Regions from separate parts of the Gossypium arboreum genome. Here region 1 is linked to region 2. The links are chromatin contacts, called in public Hi-C maps. All regions are on one chromosome and are shown on one strand. Each heading gives the region's core, a stretch centred on a gene start, on an enhancer-like site or on the middle of the called end of the contact. The rest is flanking DNA. Distances are from core to core; before and after follow the strand shown.

The links. Hi-C and Micro-C count contacts between places; a contact is called where the count stands out from the background.
Region 1: a Hi-C map of leaf shows a contact between it and region 2, with 2.7 times the contacts expected there. The contact joins the promoter of LOC108454478 here to the promoter of LOC108456581 in region 2. A contact is called at or near these places in 2 of 5 Hi-C or Micro-C datasets (both in leaf).

Annotation. Positions count from the first base shown.
Region 1 is chr9:79,904,245-79,910,922 of ASM2569848v2, reverse strand. LOC108454478 (uracil phosphoribosyltransferase) reads left to right here and starts at 2,531. Exons shown (of 11, transcript XM_017752955.2): 1 at 2,531-2,863; 2 at 2,972-3,079; 3 at 3,180-3,258; 4 at 3,347-3,405; 5 at 3,528-3,605; 6 at 3,713-3,794; 7 at 3,934-3,982; 8 at 4,193-4,254; 9 at 4,451-4,518; 10 at 4,873-4,928; 11 at 5,154-5,414. The coding sequence starts at 2,729. The coding sequence ends at 5,205. LOC108456068 (NADPH-dependent aldo-keto reductase, chloroplastic-like) reads left to right here. Exons shown (of 7, transcript XM_017754661.2): 2 at 85-135; 3 at 228-304; 4 at 383-470; 5 at 592-867; 6 at 961-1,206; 7 at 1,333-1,564. The coding sequence ends at 1,419.
Region 2 is chr9:79,719,204-79,726,100 of ASM2569848v2, reverse strand. LOC108456581 (40S ribosomal protein S23) reads right to left here and starts at 4,275. Exons shown (of 4, transcript XM_017755128.2): 1 at 4,119-4,275; 2 at 3,448-3,603; 3 at 3,223-3,349; 4 at 2,818-3,137. The coding sequence starts at 4,123. The coding sequence ends at 2,997. It overlaps LOC108455526, which reads left to right. Exons shown (of 8, transcript XM_017754074.2): 8 at 70-1,317. The coding sequence ends at 474.

The DNA of each region.
Region 1 (6,678 bases), core at 1,282-3,781, 190 kb before region 2:
GTGCCTTTTGATTTCTACTTTCTCTTTCTGCTTTCCTTACGAACAATGTGTATTATAAAAGAAATGGAGACATTTTTTTTGTAGGCTGGTTATCGACACATCGACTGTGCCCATGTTTATGATAATGAAAAAGAGGTAAAATTTTCCATTTTCTTTTTTGGTTATTATTATTATTATTATGTAATTTGATTTACCAATTTGTTCACAACTGAGACTTGAAAATGTAGATTGGGCTTGCTTTGAAGGGACTGTTTTCTTCAGAAGTGGTGAAGCAGAAAGAACTGTTCATCACATCAAAACTATGGTAAAGTAAAACCCCAGATTTTATATTCAGGTTAAAGATGAATTCAATTCCATTTTTATTTTCCTTTTTTTTTGAAAGGTGTTGTGATCATGCACCTGAAGACGTCCCAAAGGCAATGACCAGAACTCTAGAAGACCTTCAACTTGACTATGTTGATCTCTATCTTGTATGTTTACCACTGAAACCATCAATGACAATATGCAATTTTAATCTTTCAAAAAAAGAAGAAGAAAATATGCTATTTTAGTTCATTTTTTCCCCCATTACCTTGACTTTCACAAATGTAGATACATTGGCCATTTCGTACAAAGCCTGGCATGAGAGGATGGGACCCTGAAATGATGGCTCCCCTTTGTCTTCCAGAGACATGGGCTGCAATGGAGAGCTTGTATAAATCTGGTAAGGCTCGAGCCATTGGAGTCAGCAACTTCTCGACTAAGAAGTTGCAGGATCTGCTCAAGTATGCCAAAGTTCCTCCTGCTGTCAATCAGGTTGAATGCCATCCTGTTTGGCAGCAGCCTGAGTTACACAACTTGTGCATGTCTACTGGTGTTCATCTATCGGTATAACAACGCATAATCAATTTTGTTTCAATCATGTTATATAGTACAGAGACTCTTTACATTTGAAGCATATGAATTTGAATATTGTTGCAGGCATATTCCCCTCTAGGATCTCCAGGGTCTTGGATTAAAGGAGAAGTACTGAAGGAACCAATTTTGGTTGAAATTGCTGAAAAACTTAACAAGTCTCCAGCACAAGTTGCTCTGCGGTGGGGTATTCAGAGTGGTCACAGTGTCCTTCCGAAAAGTGTGAACGAGTCTAGGATCAAGCAAAACTTGAGCCTTTTTGATTGGTCCATACCTCCGGAGATCTTCGCCGAATTCTCAAGCATCCATCAGGTAAAACATGCCTTTGTGTCGTATTTGTGTTTTGCTGGAAAAAGAAAAAAAAATGACTCATCATATATGAACGTACATGAATAATGCATACTATTATACTAAAGAATTCTCGATTCTCTTTCGCAGCAAAGACTCCTCCGCGGGGAATTCGCATTACATCCAACTTGTAGTCCTTACAAGAGCCTTGAAGAACTGTGGGATGGTGAAATATGAGATGATGCTGATTCTATTATGTTTTCGTTCTACTTTCTCTACACAAAAGACAAGGCAGGGACAAAGTTTTGTCTTAGGAACAATGAATTGTTGGCCTTTTGATTGCTTATCATCTAAAGAAATGAATTATTCCTTCAGATTATAACTTTAAATGTCCAATTCCATGTTGGAATTACACACTCCAGGAATTTTACATTGTTCTAAACAGCTTTAAATTACAATGTTTGGATAGAGAAAATTAGATAAAAGGGAAGCAGCTGAAACACCAATGCTGTTATGAGCTCGATCACGTGAACCAGGCCGATCACGTGAACAAGGCTCCAAAAACAACGAGCTTTCCACCACCTTGACCACTATTACCATGCTGATAATGGAAGTTTTTCTTGAACGACCTAAATGGGATTCCATGGCCATTAGCATAAGGACTAAATAGAGCGGTGCAAGAGGGACTCCATAAGCATACGTAAAATTTGGAGGTGGTGGAAATGCCCCATAGCGATAACCATAACCATAACAAGCACCAAAAGCAGGCGGGGCTGATGATGGTGGTTGAGTTGATGTTTTCAAAGATTGAGCTGTGGATGTCGTTGATGCTTCCTCACTAGATGCTAAAATACACTTGAGGTGAAGATCGAAGCAGCAAAGGGTGCCAAGACGTGCATGTATCATTGCAGACCATGCACTTGCCAGGCACCGATGGCTGCAACCTCAAAGGATGACCCTTATGCATCACATGCCGCACTAAAACAAATTATAGGGTGAGGTCCACTAAAAAAACAATAGGAAAAACTTTTACTAAAATATCTAAAAATTTACTAATATTTTTAAAGATTTATCAATATTATAAGACTTTATCAAAATATCTAAAGATTTAAAAATATTAATAAATTCTTAAATAAAACATATTTGTAAGTTGAAGCTGATAGTACAAGTGCCAGGCAAAATGGGCCCCGACTTTAAGCTACTATTTGGTTTTGAAAGCCATATCTAATTGGTCTGCTTAAAGGTTTAAATAAATTTAAAAAAGATTTAATCATAATAATGTTACCTAAAAAATATTGAATTAAGAAACCCAAAGTGAAGTCTGCCTTAAAATTAAAGAAGAAAGTGTAGGAACGGCCCAAAGTGGCCTAAAATCTGATCCAAAAGAGGGAAGAGAACAAAATCCCTCTATTTGGGACCCAAAAAAGGGAAAGTGAGGGTCTTATCTTGCAAAAGGCAAAACGAAAAAAGGCAGTTCCAACAACTACACTTAAACGTAAATTTGGGCGATTTGGGTTTGGTCAGAGATTTCGAAATCATCGGATGCATGGCTTGCCGTATTAATTTTAATCTCCGGTGTCCTTCCTCCCATACGCCGCGTTTCGTGCCCCTCAAAAACCCTACGCTCCTTATTCCTCCTTTTAAACCCCACTCCCACAGCCACCCCAGCCATCCCTTTAAGGTGAAACTTCAATCCCCACCCATATTTTATTTTTTTCTTATTCTCCAACTTTAGCGCCATTTCATTCACCAAAATCTCCACTAATCTTCTCTTTTTCTTCTTTACAAGCTTTCTATATCGACTTCTCGGTGGCTGCGGAGGCGACACATGGGCTTTGTGACGGTCAATTCTCATATGGCCACCGAGGAAAAGCCTATTTCCGATGATAGAATGCTGGTCGGTTTTCTTCTTTACCTTTGGTTTCTGTTTTCCTGGATACGACGTAGTTTCTTGTTTTTGAGTTTGGATTTTTTTTTTTAAATAATGTTTCTTTAAGGTGTTTGTGCCTCCACATCCGTTAATTAAGCACTGGATTTCGGTTTTGAGAAATGAGCAAACTCCTTGCCCCATTTTCAGTGAGTTCTCTTGGAATTTAGATTATAATAAGCTTATCTTGGATAGGATAAGATCTCAATATCAATTTTTGTTCTTCCTTTTTATCAGAAAATGCCATGGCTGAGTTGGGGAGGCTACTTATGTATGAAGCTTCAAGGGATTGGCTGGTAAGTTATTATGTTGTGAATGCCTTTCCTTTTTATGCCTTGGGAAAAATCATCTATGTTCATTCTAAATTTTAGTGGCATTTCTTGGTACTTATATGTATCTTTGGGTTTACTGCTGCCAGCCTACTGTAACAGGAGAGATTCAATCGCCAATGGCTATTGCTTCAGTTGAATTTGTCGACCCAAGGGAACCTTTGGCGGTTAGTTTTTGCTCCAGCTTTTTTATTCCTGATGTCTCTCTGAGTTGGTTGAGCAGAAAATTTTATGTTAAGTCAGTATCTAATACCTTTTTGTTTTAGTTTCTCAGATTGTTCCAATCCTAAGAGCTGGTCTTGCTTTGGCTGAACACGCATCATCCATTTTGCCAGCTACAAAAACATACCATTTAGGTAAGCTGGGTGTAAAAGCTACCAAGTTCTCCCCGTCCACCTCCCAGCCCAGCTTTTGATTCCTACTTGTTAGTTAAGACTGTAGCTTTTATCCCTTCACCTTCTTTATGATTGATTACTTGTGGGTTCATGTATGAAGGGTTAAGCAGAGATGAAGAGACACTCTTGCCAAGTGTTTATCTTAATAAGTAAGAATTCACTTCACTTTTCTTGGTATTGTAATCAATTGGAACTTCACCTTCTAGTTGAAGTATACTGTAGCATTTTAGTTTGATCAGAACTTGATTTCATCCTTTTGCTTTGCTTCAGTACCGACTTAATTTCTTGTTAAGTCTCATTAGTGGCTGTTTACTGTTACTTATGTTATAGTGTGTGTAATTTATTAATTTCCTCTGTAGGTTGCCTGACAAATTTCCTGAAGGATCTCGAATATTTGTGGTAGATCCTATGCTAGCAACAGGTTCTAATCTTCATCCAACATATTGATATCTTATATTATATCCATCCTGTATAACTATTAAGCTTTCTGGCATTTTCCCTCAATGTCAATATAATATACCTATTTTCCTTGTACCTGTGTATCTCAAATTATTACAGATGTGTGCTTTGTGTTTTAATTGTTCTACTTTAGCTAATTTTTGTGTTAAAAATTTTAGGTGGCACAATTGTGGCTGCACTCAACCTCATAAAGGAACGTGGAGTTGACAACAAGCAAATTAAAGTGGTAAATAATTTGGAAGAATCCTTTTTAGTTTCAGTTGTATTTACATTTTGGAAGTTCTTAGGTATACATGTTCGTTGTTAAATATTTCAGTTAATCGCTAATGCATTTAGTTTATGATATCAAATTCTCATTGCCTCGGGCTAAAATGCGTATAAATAGTATCTTATATTGCTCGCTTGTTCATCTAATACATAGTTCTATTAGAAGACCATGACCTCTTTTAGAAGTTTCTAGACAAAACTCTTAGGTTGAGCCCCTATTAGCAGTCAAGCTTCAGCCATTAAATCTCCCACATACCAACTATATGTAGACTACGAAAACACTTTACTAATGAAGTGTGTTGCTCTATAACAGATATCTGCTCTGGCAGCTCCTCCAGCCCTTCAAAAGCTGAGCGAGAAATTCCCTGGGTAATTAAATTCCAAATGTAGTTTCCATGAAGAGAAAACTTGGACAGTTTTATAGCATTTCGATTTTTTTTTTCTACTGGTTTTCTGATTTTCAGGCTTCATGTATATACTGGAATTATTGATCCTACTGTTAATGAGAAAGGGTAAGGTTGGTCTTTCCACCGGACTTGCCTTATGGTTGTGAGAAGATTTTATATTTGACTACTGTGGTTTCGTTGGTGTCAGGTTTATAATTCCTGGACTTGGAGATGCAGGAGACCGGAGCTACGGTACATGAGTGAAAAGCAAAGTCAAGGAAAAAATTATCTATATGCAATTTTGATTTTTTTAGCCTATCACCAAGTTGAAAGGGGTTGCTGAGCGTTATTTTAGCTTAGTTTATTAGTGAATATGCTTTGCAGGTTTGTTTACATTATGGTCAATGACTTGAGATTGTCTATTCTTAATTTTGTGTTAAATAAACTGTGTTCCACCGGTAAACAAGAACCAGCATTGGCATAGACATTATATAAGCTTAAAGCCTTGAAGTCGGAATTTTGTTTATTTGGTGATATCTACTCCTATTAAGTGGATTCAAGCAGTTGGAAATTTATTCTGCATAGAAACATATGGATGTATATAATGAAGATATATAGTTGCATTTGTATTCGTATATGACTTGTATGATTGATAAGTTGAAAATGGATTATAAAGATAATATGTAAATATGTAAAGCACAATTAACTTTAAAATGGATTATGTATTTAATGTTTGAAAAAATAATGATCATCGTGTTGGGCATGTCAATTGGGCAAGTTGGATTGTTTGTGCGACTTATGCACTTGGATTGGGTTAATTCGGATTTTGGATTATTCTATATATTTTTGGGTGTGGGTTTTCAGTTTTGGACTGTCTAGCTTTTTTAAAATGGGTTAGTTTTGGTTTTGGTTAATTCGAGATTGGTTTTGGTTTTGGTTTTGGTTAATTCGAGTTGGGTTTGGAATAATTTTGTGATAGATTTAAACTATTAATCTGCTCGAACTGGAACTTAAGAGTTTAGGCCAAGTTTTCTACTTGGACATATCTTAATAAAATTCCAGTAAACGACTTCAGATAGTTAAGTTGAAGGAAAAAAAACGGCATTAGTTAATGTTATGGATCATCCTGCCATGACAGGCCATCACCACACTAACCTTTGAGCTATTATTAGCTTTTTTTCTCATCTGATTGCTAAGCATCCAACATACAGCTACCCCAAAACCCAGGCTGAAACCCCATCAGCATTTTTGTGAAGAAACATACAACTTGTTTTAACAGTTGAAATAAAAAAGGAATTTAACAGCTTAGCAAAGCGAACAAAAGAAATAAAATTCTAAAGCAGAAGACAGTTCTGTACAAAAAATTCATGACAGTACAAAAGAGGAAACCGTAAATTCTAAGCAAACTATATAACATGCCATTAAAAAAATCACCCAAAATCAAGTCATGTTCTATGCCTAAACTAATGAAGGTATAAATAGAGAGGGAAAAAAAAAAAAACAGAAAAGGAAAATCAAACACCAGTATATCCGCCGTCACAAGAGCAGCTGGCGTTGGTGCTGTTAGCGTCACCGTGTTGGGTTGGGTGTGTGCTGAGGCAACAGCAAACGAGGCCTACCAATAACATGAAAGCCCAAGCGGATGCAAAAGCTTGAACCCAATTTAGGTAATGCTCCATACGTCTTGTTTCTTCTGCTGCTGCTGCTGCTGCTCATCATCTCACAACTTGAGG
Region 2 (6,897 bases), core at 3,026-5,525:
GAAATCCAAATGGACAAATTGCCTGCTTGTATTCTTTTTAGCTCAATTTTGTTTTGATCATGAATGCAGGTAAGATCATCAGGTCGTAGTCCAAATGGGAATATGTTGTATCATCCTGGTGGAACTAGTGACTCGCCTAATATTGAAGCAAAAAGCACTAGTCCTAGTGGAAGCTCAAACAGTGCAATGATTGGAAAGTTTCAACCTGTTAGAATCCTCACTGCAATCAAGGGCCCCAAAGTTGATGTTAAGCAAACTTCCTCCCTTGTAAGATCTAGATCTTCCTCGTCAATTCAAAAACCTTCAAATGCTCCAACAAAGGTACCAAGTGCTTCAAGAAACCTCAAAAGCAGCCCTGGCACATCTCCAAAACTTCAGAATAAATCCTCTCCTAGAACTGATAGAGGAAGTTACTCAAAGGCTCAGGGAATTGGTTCTGTTGAAACAGTAGTAAGCCAAATAGTGGGTGTGTGAGGCAAGGATGGTGCTCGCATAAAGGATGCCAAGATTGTTCCTCTTGATGGAGTACCTCAAACTGCTGATAATTTAACTTCCGAGTCTGATGTTCAACACATTGTCACATTGAAAGAAGCTGCTGAAAAAGAGACATACAGTCAACCATACTTTAAGACTAACACACTTTCCCTTTATAACACCACCAAGGAAGATGCTCCTCTTGAAGACCAAATTACTGGTTTTGTTGCAAACGGAGGCCCTGTGGAAGTGGATATAAATTCAGGCACTCGTAAAGAAGCCATTTCTGATTATCATTTTGCTCATGGCTGAAAGTTGTTTGTAAACATTTTGTCAAACCCCACTCATTCCTCAGTGACTTCTGAAATTACTTCTGGGTCAAGGAAACCTTTCTCGGTCAAGGATTCATTTTACAATATTGATGCACCACTAAAAAGTTTATCAGGAACAGCAGTGGCAGTAGACAAGAGGACCATTTTATCGATTCCAGAGAGCATCTTACACAAGAACAGCTAAGATAAGTGGAAAAATCTTGTTTGGTTTTCTCAAGGTACCTTGGTGTGGATCTAGGTAAAAAGCCTTGTAGGCTATATAATACACTCTGGTAGCATTTTGTACTCCTTTCCAGCAATGAGGGTTCCAGATTCAAATTCCACCAAGTTGGGATCTGATCCTGATCTTGAGTAGATAGTGTCTTATGGAGCGCGTTTTAGAGGTTTTCAGTTATGAAGTAAGAACTTAAAGATGAAGTCATGGATTGGATTTGCCATCATATTACCATTTGTGTCCAGACATATTTATTATGCAATGAGAGCAAGATTTATTAAGGAAGAAGAAAAAGAAGGTTGTCTCATATAGATTGTGCCCACATTGAAAATGTACTTGCAAACAACTCTTTATTTCAGAGTATAATTTTATGCCCAGTTTGCATACATGATTTTATATAGTTCTGTGCCAAACAAATCTGCCTTCTTGACCATGCAAATTTCTGCCAGGCTTGTAATTGAAAGTTGCTGTACTTGTTCTTGGGATGGGATTTTTACGAGATTAATTGTTCTTAGTTTTTTTAAACTGTCAGTGTCATACCAACAAGAAGATATTTACTTATAGAATCTGTGGATTGTTTTTAGTACCAACAAGTATACAGACCCAGCAAGTCGGGGCAAATTCTTAGCAGCTATAGGACTACTAAACACTGTATGAATTACCAATCCAATAAATGCAATCTTATCTTTTCCGATGCATTTGCATACTTTAAAACCCTTAAATCCAATAAACAGCTTTCATGTATATTGACAATCTTCATTCATAAATCATCTCAGGCTCCAAGTTTGTACTCCCATTGAACAGAAGACAAACAAATTGACAGGATGGACGTCTACTATTGGTACGTGTGAACTAGGGTTGAGCAAGAAAAATTAAAAACTGAAGGTAATTTTAAAAGTCGCCGTACTCGAAACTGAATGTAATTCTATTTTTATTTAATATATAGTAATTTTTTATTTTTATTGTACAATAAATATTTTATATTTAAAATAGTAAAAATAATTTAAAAGTTGTTGAAATTTTTTATATAAAAATATTTATAAAAGAATTTGAAAATTTATCAAATAATATTCAAAGCTATAAAACATATCTCATTTTGTCAAAATAAGTCTAAAATTTAAAACAAAAATTAATACGAAAAAACCCTAGAAGCACACATTTGGCTTAATAAATTCAATCCATATTTGATCATCATGAAATATGCAACTCTAATATTTAAATATTAATAATATTTGAATCAACCCAATTGTGACCTCTAATTCTTTGCATAACTAAAAACTAAGAATCTCATTATTGAAATACATGGCATTATGAAATTAATTGCCCTTTCTTATTATAATACTATACATTGCGAAATGTGGTTTAGAAATACTAGAATTACTAAATTTCTTTTTTAGTTAGCCAACCATTCGACCTGATTTTTCACAATAGACTTGGAATTACCAAGAACCTATTTAATCTGGTTTTGTTCTTTAATTTTACATTTTATTTACAACAAATAATTATTTATAATTCAGTCCTACCTCTTATGCACTAATTTGACTAAATCAACAACCAAAATTGTTTTTAGCATTTTATTTAACATTCATTATAACTCACCCTAATGGTTAGAGGAGGTGTAATCCTGAATAACTAAAATTACCAACTTTTATTTTATTTTATATTGTTCTTCCTTTTATCAACAATTAAGTAATTAATTATAACTCAAATGTTTTGATTAAGTACGAATCGAATCATTTTATTTACGCAGTTGCATAAGTCAACGCATCAAAATCATAGCAAGCGGAAGAATGAACATTTTGGAACAGATATAAAGCACCAAAATCTTTTTGATCAAACGATGACACCAAAAATTCAATACAATAATAGCCAGAAAATAATCAAAAGTCCAGAAAAGCTACCAGGCAACAGAATGCTCTCAGTTTTAAGTAAAACTATAGAAAGATCATGAAAGCCATCTTTTCCTCATTGCAAACTTAAGATCTAGGCTTCTCTTTTTTCTCTTTGAAGAGTGCCAAGAGTGAGACACCAGACACCTTCACAACCTTGAACCTAACACCAGGAATATCACCAACCGCATGACCCTTTCGTCCAAATCCAGCAATCAACACCTCATCCTACATTAACATATTAATCATCAAAAGTGTAGCAGCGAAAACCATACCTTAAGGCTTTAACTATTTTCAGTTCAGTAATACTCACATTCTCTTCAATGTAGTTTAAGCAACCATCATTTGGAACAAAAGCAGCAATCTTCTTGCCGTTTTTGATCAATTGAACTCTAGCACACTTTCGGATGGCAGAGTTCGGCTGCTTAGCCTCGATACCTCTGCATGTACCAATGCCTCAGTGAACTTGTTTGAAATAAGAGTTGAATGAAAACATTAGAACCAAACAAATTTAAAAAGAAAAGGAAATAAGAGTTACATCTTCTCAAGGACAATTCCTTTAGCATGGGAAGAACCGGCAAATGGCTTCTTCCATTCATTTCCAAGGTTAGACTTCTTGTATGCCTTATCAGCCCACCTCTGCCTCCTGCGGTGGGTCCTCAGCTTGCGCCCCGCTCCCATACCACGTGTTTTCCTATAACATTTTTATATTATTAAGCCATTACTTAATATTTCTGTATTCTAATTGTCATTTGAGATATGATTTCAAACAAGCTTCGTTCAAGAGTAATTCCTCCTAAATCTTAAAACCCAAATCGAAACAGACATTTTGTTTCTACTAGTCAAACAAGAAATCAATAACCCAAATTCGAATTCAGTAGTCCAAACTTAGTTCTAGAAATCTAAAACAGCAACCAAAATTCAAACTTTCGGAGCATCTAAAACCAGAACCCCGGGCTGTAAAAAAATTTCCTTTGTTCTTCCCCCAACTTATTCAACACTCGCCTTAAACAAAGAATGGAACCAACAAAAGACTTCAAGATCCAATACCCAGATTTTAAAAACCAACGGTTTTCATGAAAAGTCATCCCTTTCACTGAATAAACAAGAGTAGCTTAAACACTTTAAAAAAAAAAAAAAGGAACATAAACAAGTTGCTAGAATATGTCGATTAGAGCTAAAAGAAGTAAGGAGAAGAAGAACACATACCCCATGTTGGTGGAGAGAGGTTGTTCGGGGTGAGTGGGATGGAATGAAGGTTTTGAGAGATTTGGAGGCGAAGACAAGAGGGAAACAGCAGTTGCTGCAGTGAGCGAGTTTTAAACCCAAACGATCCTAACCCTAGGAAACGATGCGGCAAATAAAGTGGGCTATGGTATTCGCCTTACAAATTGGGCCTCATACCTACGCCATTTCATTTATCTTTTAAAACTAGTCCAATAATAATAATAATAATTACAATAATCTAGTGAATTATTTATTTATCACAAAGAAAAACTATTTTTAATCTCTAATTTTAATCTACTAATAACATTCCTTAGAAAATAACAGTAACAGTAACAGAAACTGGAACTGTAGCAACTTTGTTGATTTTCAATAAGTAGAAGGGATTTTCTTCCAAAAATAATAGATTTTGTTTACAATGTTAGAGTTCCATTAAAAAAAGCATTGGAAGACATTGTCATATTCGGATATATATATCCATTTGTCATATCAGGAGCAAAATGTGCAACGACAGCAACCAGATGTTCCTCAGTTGCAACTGGTCTTGCAACTCAAAGACATACCAGGGCATTTATAACCAAGGAGATCAAAACTAAGTATAGAAAGATGAAGGTTGTTGGAAAATGGAAGGAACCTTTTATCACTCAGGTTACAAAGAAAAATAGAGCAGAAAGAAAGAGAAAAATCGTTGCTACTAAAGATACTAACGATGAAAACATCTGCCGTTGGCTAATTTGGCACCACAAGTTACAAAACACTACTTCAAGAGAGTTAGTGCCCCCTCTTCAACCAAGAAAAGAAACAAGAAATTGAAAGATGTTGACGTTCCAAACATCCTTGATGAAACTGCTGATGCTGCTAGGCCATGTGCCTGAACAGAGAAAATCTCGATTCCTTACCCCATTCTGTGCAAAGAGGATGAAGTTTATGGTTGAGAAAGGCTTCATCAATGAATGAAATATTCAAGAAGATGGGTTTTGTAGAGCATGACATGGACATCTTTTTAGAGGAAAATGAAATCTTGTTTTTTGTGTCCTATGTCAAGCCCTATGTAAAGAACTTGGTGCTTGATTTTTATGTCAATCTCCAGAAGACATGCAGATAAGGATGATGTGCACTACATGCAAGCTTATGTGCAAAGATACTTCTTTACATTCAGTCTTGCAGTGATCAACAAGTCGTAGTGAAGATGATGATAATTTCATTACTGTCCACGATCAACTTGCCTCCCAACTCACAAACAAAATCTGTTCCACTTGGTCAAAAGGTCAAGATTTCATAACTTCAGAGCATGAGCCTACCTAGGCTGCATAATATGCTATTGCTATAAGAAATTAGCTGCCCTCCAAGCAAAAGATGGTTGTCAATAAAAAGATGGCAATATAACCATATAAGGTAGTTTCATTTATTCATGTTCTTCTTGGTAAACTAATATTTAATGAGATTACCAAACACACAAAAACCAAGAACACTAGGCAGATGCTATCTTTTCCCTCACTCATCTATTAGATCATGCTACAACAAAAAGAAAGACATGGTGCAAGAGGATGAAGTTACTGAGCCCCCATCGCCTAAATTGAAATATTCTTACTAGTAGAATAAAGGGAAACATAGAGTTGTTGATTCTGATGTTGGAGCTGATGAAGCTGATGAGGATTCAGTGCAAGATGATGCCCTAGTTGCAGCTGCATCTACATCTGGCAAACCAACCAATGCAGATATGGCAAGATTGTTCAACCAATGCAGATAAGCAACTACATCATTTGGAGAGCCAAATAAAGCTCCTTAACAAACAAAAGGCTCGAATCCTGCAAAACAAGGCTAATCATCTTGCTCATGACACTTGATCAAGCTTTTGCATTCTTGAACAAAAAAGGGCGAGAATGGAGTATGGAGTCAGGAGTAGAGATATATTTTCTTGACGAAATTATTGTTTTGAGTCATGTACTTAAGTACGGATGATTTATATGAATTTTATTTTATCAATGCTATGTGTCTTATTACATGAATTATTGGGTTCATAGTGGATTGATTAAGGGGGAGCATTGTTAAGAAGATTGTTTTTGCCCTTTCTTAAGTTTGTTGTTATGTTTTTGGTCAAAATACTCGAGGGGAATTATTTGTGTCGGATGCACGTCCCAAATGCAATGCCGGTTGCTACTCCTCTTGCAACTAGTTTGTCATTCAGCTTGTCATATTTTAAGGGTATCTTTCTTACTAAAAAATCTTGGACTTTTCCTTACATCACCTTCACAATTTTAAGCAAATATTAATGACTTGGATCATCAAAATAATCGGTCAAGGACTTCTTAAGACCTACTCAAGCACAGTTCAACGAGAATGGAATTCACACTGATTGAAGTTTTACAAGCCTCTAACATTTAGATGAGAAAGACGTGTAAGGAGTGATCTAGTTAATATATAAGAGTGAGGTTATAATTTGGTGAGTGAATAAAACTTAAATCATATCTTGTACTGCAAATTGATAGTCCAAAATACGTAATCAATTTCCATGTTTATATCTATTTTTATTCTTCCAATTGTTATTTCAATTGCAACTAAACGTACAACAGACATGCAAATTCAAACAACCCTCAATAAGTTTTAGTTAACTTTATTTATTATTATTTTGATGGAGTAGTCCTCCTTAATTTGTTTAAGAGTTTGAGTAGTTACTATTGTTGCAATTTAATAGCAGAATTAGTTTTTTTTTTTTACTGATTTCAAATTTGAACTGCAAAAGTCTTTTTGTTTAACCTTGTTT